2 separate regions of the Mus musculus genome follow, and region 1 is linked to region 2. Evidence: chromatin contacts called from public promoter capture Hi-C data. All regions are on one chromosome and are shown on one strand. Each heading gives the region's core, a stretch centred on a gene start, on an enhancer-like site or on the middle of the called end of the contact. The rest is flanking DNA. Distances are from core to core; before and after follow the strand shown.

Region 1 (2,700 bases), core at 114-2,613, 2.2 Mb after region 2:
GATGGGCACAAAACATTATGACCAGTTCTGCTGGATTTTCAATCCTGTGAAATGACACCAAGAGAAATGGAAAAAAAAAATGAGGATCTCCAAGCAGACACTGTGGAGCAAATACTGGTCTGTTAGGAGTATAAATCAACTGGGATTTCTTTTGTCAGGTGCTTTAGAACCAAGAATGTGCAAGATCCTGGTAGATTTCTGAGAGAAAGAGCAAAGTTTTGAATTGCTTGAAAAAGATTTGAAAGCGATAGTCAGAGACACAGGTAGCTAAAAGACTATGTATAAATATAACAAATAAAATCAGAACAACATTCCATGCAATGAAAGAGAAAAATCAGGGAAAAGGTGCTATAACCACAGAGAAGAAATCTTAAACTGAAAGAATTCAGTGTGTCAAAGAAGAATGCAGGTAGAGGGTAACAACCCACATGAGGTGCCTTTGTCACAAATGAGTGTTTGTGTGAATGTGTAATTCTGTGTGATTGTATGTGTGTGTGAATGAGAGAGAGAGAGAAAGAGAGGGGGAAGAGAGAAAGAGTGAGAAAGGGAGAGAGAGAGAGAGAGAGAGAGAGAGAGAGAGAGAGAGAGAGAGAATGCACAAACCTGTAATGTTGTGAATGTTGTGATCACGGCTCTTGTACATGCACTGGTTCTCTAATGCAACTGTGGGTTCACACTCAGCTCATTGAGTTTAATAGCAAGCTTTGTGCACCCTGCATCCTCCTGATGGCACTAAAATTATCAGATAAATAACTAATGTACAGTGATTATTAAATCAAGCTTCATATAAATTTATGTTACTTTTAATGAAGGTAACTCAAAAAACCAATTTTAGGACTTTAAATATTGGGAACTTTTAAAGTATCCCTTTGCTTCAATGTATATTAATTGAGAGAAACATGCAACCATACCTTGTATTATGATTTAAATACTCTGTAAGCAATATAAATAAAATAATAATTAATTATAAAATCAATTTGGTTAATGTTTGTAGACTATTTTACAGAAAACTTTGATTTATACTAAATATGTAAATTTCAAGTAAGGACAGTTTATCAGTACTGTAACAGTTAATGAAAATTCAAATTAGGAAAAGAAATGTAAGAAAGCTTTTGATGAGGACCAGTGAAAGAGGAAGCAATAATGAAAACCACAATGGTTTAGAAAACACCCAGACGCAAGCAGAGAATGAGTTAAAGAAAGTGAAAAGACAAGTGGAAAGTGATGGAAGGGCATTCAGAAAGTAAAAACCAGTGTTTGCCCTATTTAAGACACATTCACCCAGGATGGTCTTCAGAGAACCTAGAGGGGAAGGATCAGGACCAAACAGTCCAGAAGACCAGAAGCTTTGGCAACACTCACCATGGCTAGGCTCTGTGCTTTCCTGATGGTCCTGGCGGTGCTGAGCTACTGGCCAACCTGCTCTCTAGGATGTGACCTTCCTCAGACTCATAACCTCAGGAACAAGAGAGCCTTGACACTCCTGGTACAAATGAGGAGACTCTCCCCTCTCTCCTGCCTGAAGGACAGGAAGGACTTTGGATTCCCGCAGGAGAAGGTGGATGCCCAGCAGATCAAGAAGGCTCAAGCCATCCCTGTCCTGAGTGAGCTGACCCAGCAGATCCTGAACATCTTCACATCAAAGGACTCATCTGCTGCATGGAATACAACCCTCCTAGACTCATTCTGCAATGACCTCCACCAGCAGCTCAATGACCTGCAAGGCTGTCTGATGCAGCAGGTGGGGGTGCAGGAATTTCCCCTGACCCAGGAAGATGCCCTGCTGGCTGTGAGGAAATACTTCCACAGGATCACTGTGTACCTGAGAGAGAAGAAACACAGCCCCTGTGCCTGGGAGGTGGTCAGAGCAGAAGTCTGGAGAGCCCTGTCTTCCTCTGCCAATGTGCTGGGAAGACTGAGAGAAGAGAAATGAGTCCTGAGCCAAAGTGTAGAGGACTCTTCCAGACTAGAACACTGTACCTCTCTGCTCATATCTCTGTCATCTCAAAACTGTCATTCATTTTGGCAGGAATTCAAACAATTTGCCTAAATATTTCTGTAAAGGCACTTGTTCTCTTTCAATTCAGTTCTATGTATACATGTATGTATGCATGTATGTATGTATGCTTGTATGTATTTATTTATTTATTTATTTGTGTTTATTTATTCACTTATTTAACTATCTGTGTGATGTAACATATATTGCAGCATAATTTGGTAAAGTTATGTTTTTTATAAATTATTACTAAATGTAACTTGTTTTATTTGTTCATTCTTTAATTATTTTAAAATTTTATGTTGTGTATACTGGTATTTTTCAGTAAAGAAATTATATACATAATCAAGCTTCCAAGTATTGTAGTTACATATGACATTGCATAGTGTTCAGGCGATTAGATTTATTTCTCATCCATTCATGGTTAATTCCTACGTCTTTTCTTTTCTCCTGTGTATTGTATTCTTCTGAATGCCCAGACAACACACTGTTCAGGGATCAGGCATAAGATCTTGCTCCTGTCAAACTGTGTAAAGGGATCGGTATTTCTACAAGACACTCCACAACCATGTTCTTAGCACAAAGGTCATTTACCTGACCTGGAAAGACAAAGGACCAAGAATAAGACAAGGACAGGCGATAGAGGACTAGGGAGAAGGGGAAGGGAAGAAGGAAGAAGGGGAAGAGATACTGTCCTGGGGGTG
Region 2 (2,700 bases), core at 180-2,679:
AGTTAATTTAACTAGGGATGGTTGGTGGGACGTTTTAATCCCCAGCACATAAGAGGCAAGGGCAGGCTGGTATCTGAGTTCAAGGCTAGCCTGTCCACAAAAAGAGGTCCAGAAGCCTTGTCTTGAAAAATAAACAAACAAACAAAAACAAAAATCAAACAAAAGACAAAATTCATTGAGACTGGAGAGATGTCTCAGGTTACTAACAGTGTCTGCGCCTCCAAAAAGACACGGGTTCAATTCCCAGAATCCACATGGCAGATCTAAACTGTAACTCCAGTCCCAGAAGATCTGACAACCTCACACAAGACATACAAGCAAGCAAAACAGCAATCTGGAGGAGCAAGGCGATGGAATTAAAATCCCAGCACACCTCCCATTACTACAGAGAGGGGGGTTTTGTCTCAAAATAAAAATAATAGTAGCCGGGCGGTGGTGGCGCACGCCTTTAATCCCAGCACTTGGGAGGCAGAGGCAGACGGATTTCTGAGTTCAAGGCCAGCCTGGTCTACAAAGTGAGTTCCAGGACAGCCAGGGCTATACAGAGAAACCCTGTCTCGAAAAAAAAAAATAGTAATAATGGTGATGATGGTGATATAGTAATAATAGAATCATTCTTTCCATTAAATTATAAGGAGGAAAGGGGGCCTGAAACCGGAAGCTCGTGTCTAAAGTATACAAATATAAACAAAGTATTTCTTTTTGTGATCGCAACCATAACTGAAGTGGCAAAGGAAAGGGTATCGGCTTTTGATTTTCATTCCCACACATTATTATGTTTTTGCTAGCTGTAACATGTTTTAGTTCGGATTCAAAGTTTAAACCCACAGTTAACTACTTATAAGATGTTTGCATATATAGTTCCCCGACGCCTCCCACCAACTACAGACCACGAAGGCAGGGTTAAGCGGGCCCGCCGTTGTGCCTCAACTGCAGAGCACGCCTCTAAAGCGTCCCGCACCCGCATCCCTTACACTGGTGACGACCAGTCCCCCACCACAGGGTTCTGCCGCCAGTGACTGGACGCCAAGGACCGCGCCACCGCCCCAGATCTCCTTACTCTCCAAGGTGCGCGTGCGGCACCATCTTCCCGCCGAACGTGATGCTGGAGCTCGGATCCAAGCCCAGCGCCTGCAGGTACATCCAGAGATGCTGCTTCTCGAAAGCGGAGTCCCGGGCCGAGCTCATGCTTTCCACGGGCAGGGCGACTGTGACGGAGGAAAACGAAGGCACCGAAGCCGTGAGGACCCTTGGACCCCTCCTACAGGCATCCCGGGGTGACGACAACCCCTCTGCGGCGGCCGCCCGCTGCCTCCTCTCCGAGAGCCATCCCACCACAAAAGGCCGAACGCGCCCAGAAAAACAGACAGTGACTGCAGCGCTCCACGCAAACCAAGACTCCCGCGCTTGCGGAAGACTACACTGCGCAGGCGCAGGCGCAGTCCCGACTTCCGGGACTGGTCTTCCTAAGAGGACTCAATCTCCCACCATGCAATGCATCCCTGTCTCCGGGCACATGAAGTCCCTGAGAGAAACTATAAGACCCACAAAGCATTGCGTGACCAGCCAATTGCCCCAAGGTCCGGAAACCGGGTGTTTTCTAGAGCCCTCCCGGCCTTAGTTCCGGATTCTTTGCGTTTTAGGTTTCTGTTGCTCGGGTTGTGATTGCTGTTCAGTAAAAGCTACATTGTAGCTCCTTATAGTGAGTGATGCAGGTGTATGGCCCTAAACAAATCATCTTTTCCTTTATTTTAAGACAGGGTCTTGTCCGGTGGAGGCAGCGGTGTACTCCTTTAATCCCAGTACTCAGAGGAGAAGAACTTTGTTAGTTCGAGAACACTACTGATTTCCGGGACAGCCAGAGCTACACAAAGAAACCCTGTCTCGAAATAAAACAAAGCAAAACCAAAAAGGCAGGATCTTGCTATGTAGCTCTAACTTTATGTAGCGCAGTCTGGCGTCGAAGACTGTACCTGCCTTCCTACTATATGAATTAATGGGCAAGAGTCACAGGGGCCGATGGAGTTGTTCATTGATCACCTCATCTAGAGTGCTTGGCAAAATTTTTATTATCAAATGTTTCTTTGGTCGTGGAGGTTGCAAGTCGAGATTTCTTTTAGCCTCCTCTGGCCTTGAACTCCCTTCCCAAAGGAAGATGACCCTGAATTCCTAATTCTGGAATGCTCTCCATCTTTGTGGGAGGCACCACCAGCCATACTTCAACTTGCTGTACTAGAAATCTGTCTCTCACCGGGCAGCACTTGGGAGGAGAAGACAGGCGGATTTCTGAGTTGCAGGCCAGCCTGGTCTACAGAGTGAGTTCCAGGACAGCCAGAGCTATTCAGAGAAACCCTATCTCGAATAACAACTACAACAAAGTCTGTCTCTCTGCTGAGTGTCAGGAGTCATAATGGGACAAGCATCATCCTGAAGTGGTCTACTTCGGATTATTAGATGACCTGCGACAGGTGCACCCTTATTAAGCAAGGCTGTAAGGAATTCATTTTAGGGAAGATTCCTGCTATTAATATTGCTTTTCCTGTTATTATTAAAAATATATAACAATCACTAAGTAGTAGCACACCCCTTTGGAGCAGATCTCTGCAGATCCATGAAGATGTATTGTCTTGTAGTGATGCCATATAGACAAATAGATGACTTAAGTCATCATGATGATCCTATAAGAATTCCTAAAATTTT

Evidence for each region. Promoter capture Hi-C pulls out the DNA fragments that hold promoters and counts their contacts.
Region 1: a promoter capture Hi-C map of pre-B cells shows a contact between it and region 2, with 5 times the contacts expected there. The contact joins the promoter of Ifna1 here to the promoter of Haus6 in region 2.

The regions. Positions count from the first base shown.
Region 1 is chr4:88,848,724-88,851,423 of GRCm38.p6, forward strand. It overlaps Ifna1 (interferon alpha 1), which reads left to right and starts at 1,364. Exons shown (of 1, transcript NM_010502.2): 1 at 1,364-1,933. The coding sequence starts at 1,364. The coding sequence ends at 1,933.
Region 2 is chr4:86,610,626-86,613,325 of GRCm38.p6, forward strand. It overlaps Haus6 (HAUS augmin-like complex, subunit 6), which reads right to left and starts at 1,430. Exons shown (of 17, transcript NM_173400.3): 1 at 1,061-1,430. The coding sequence starts at 1,188.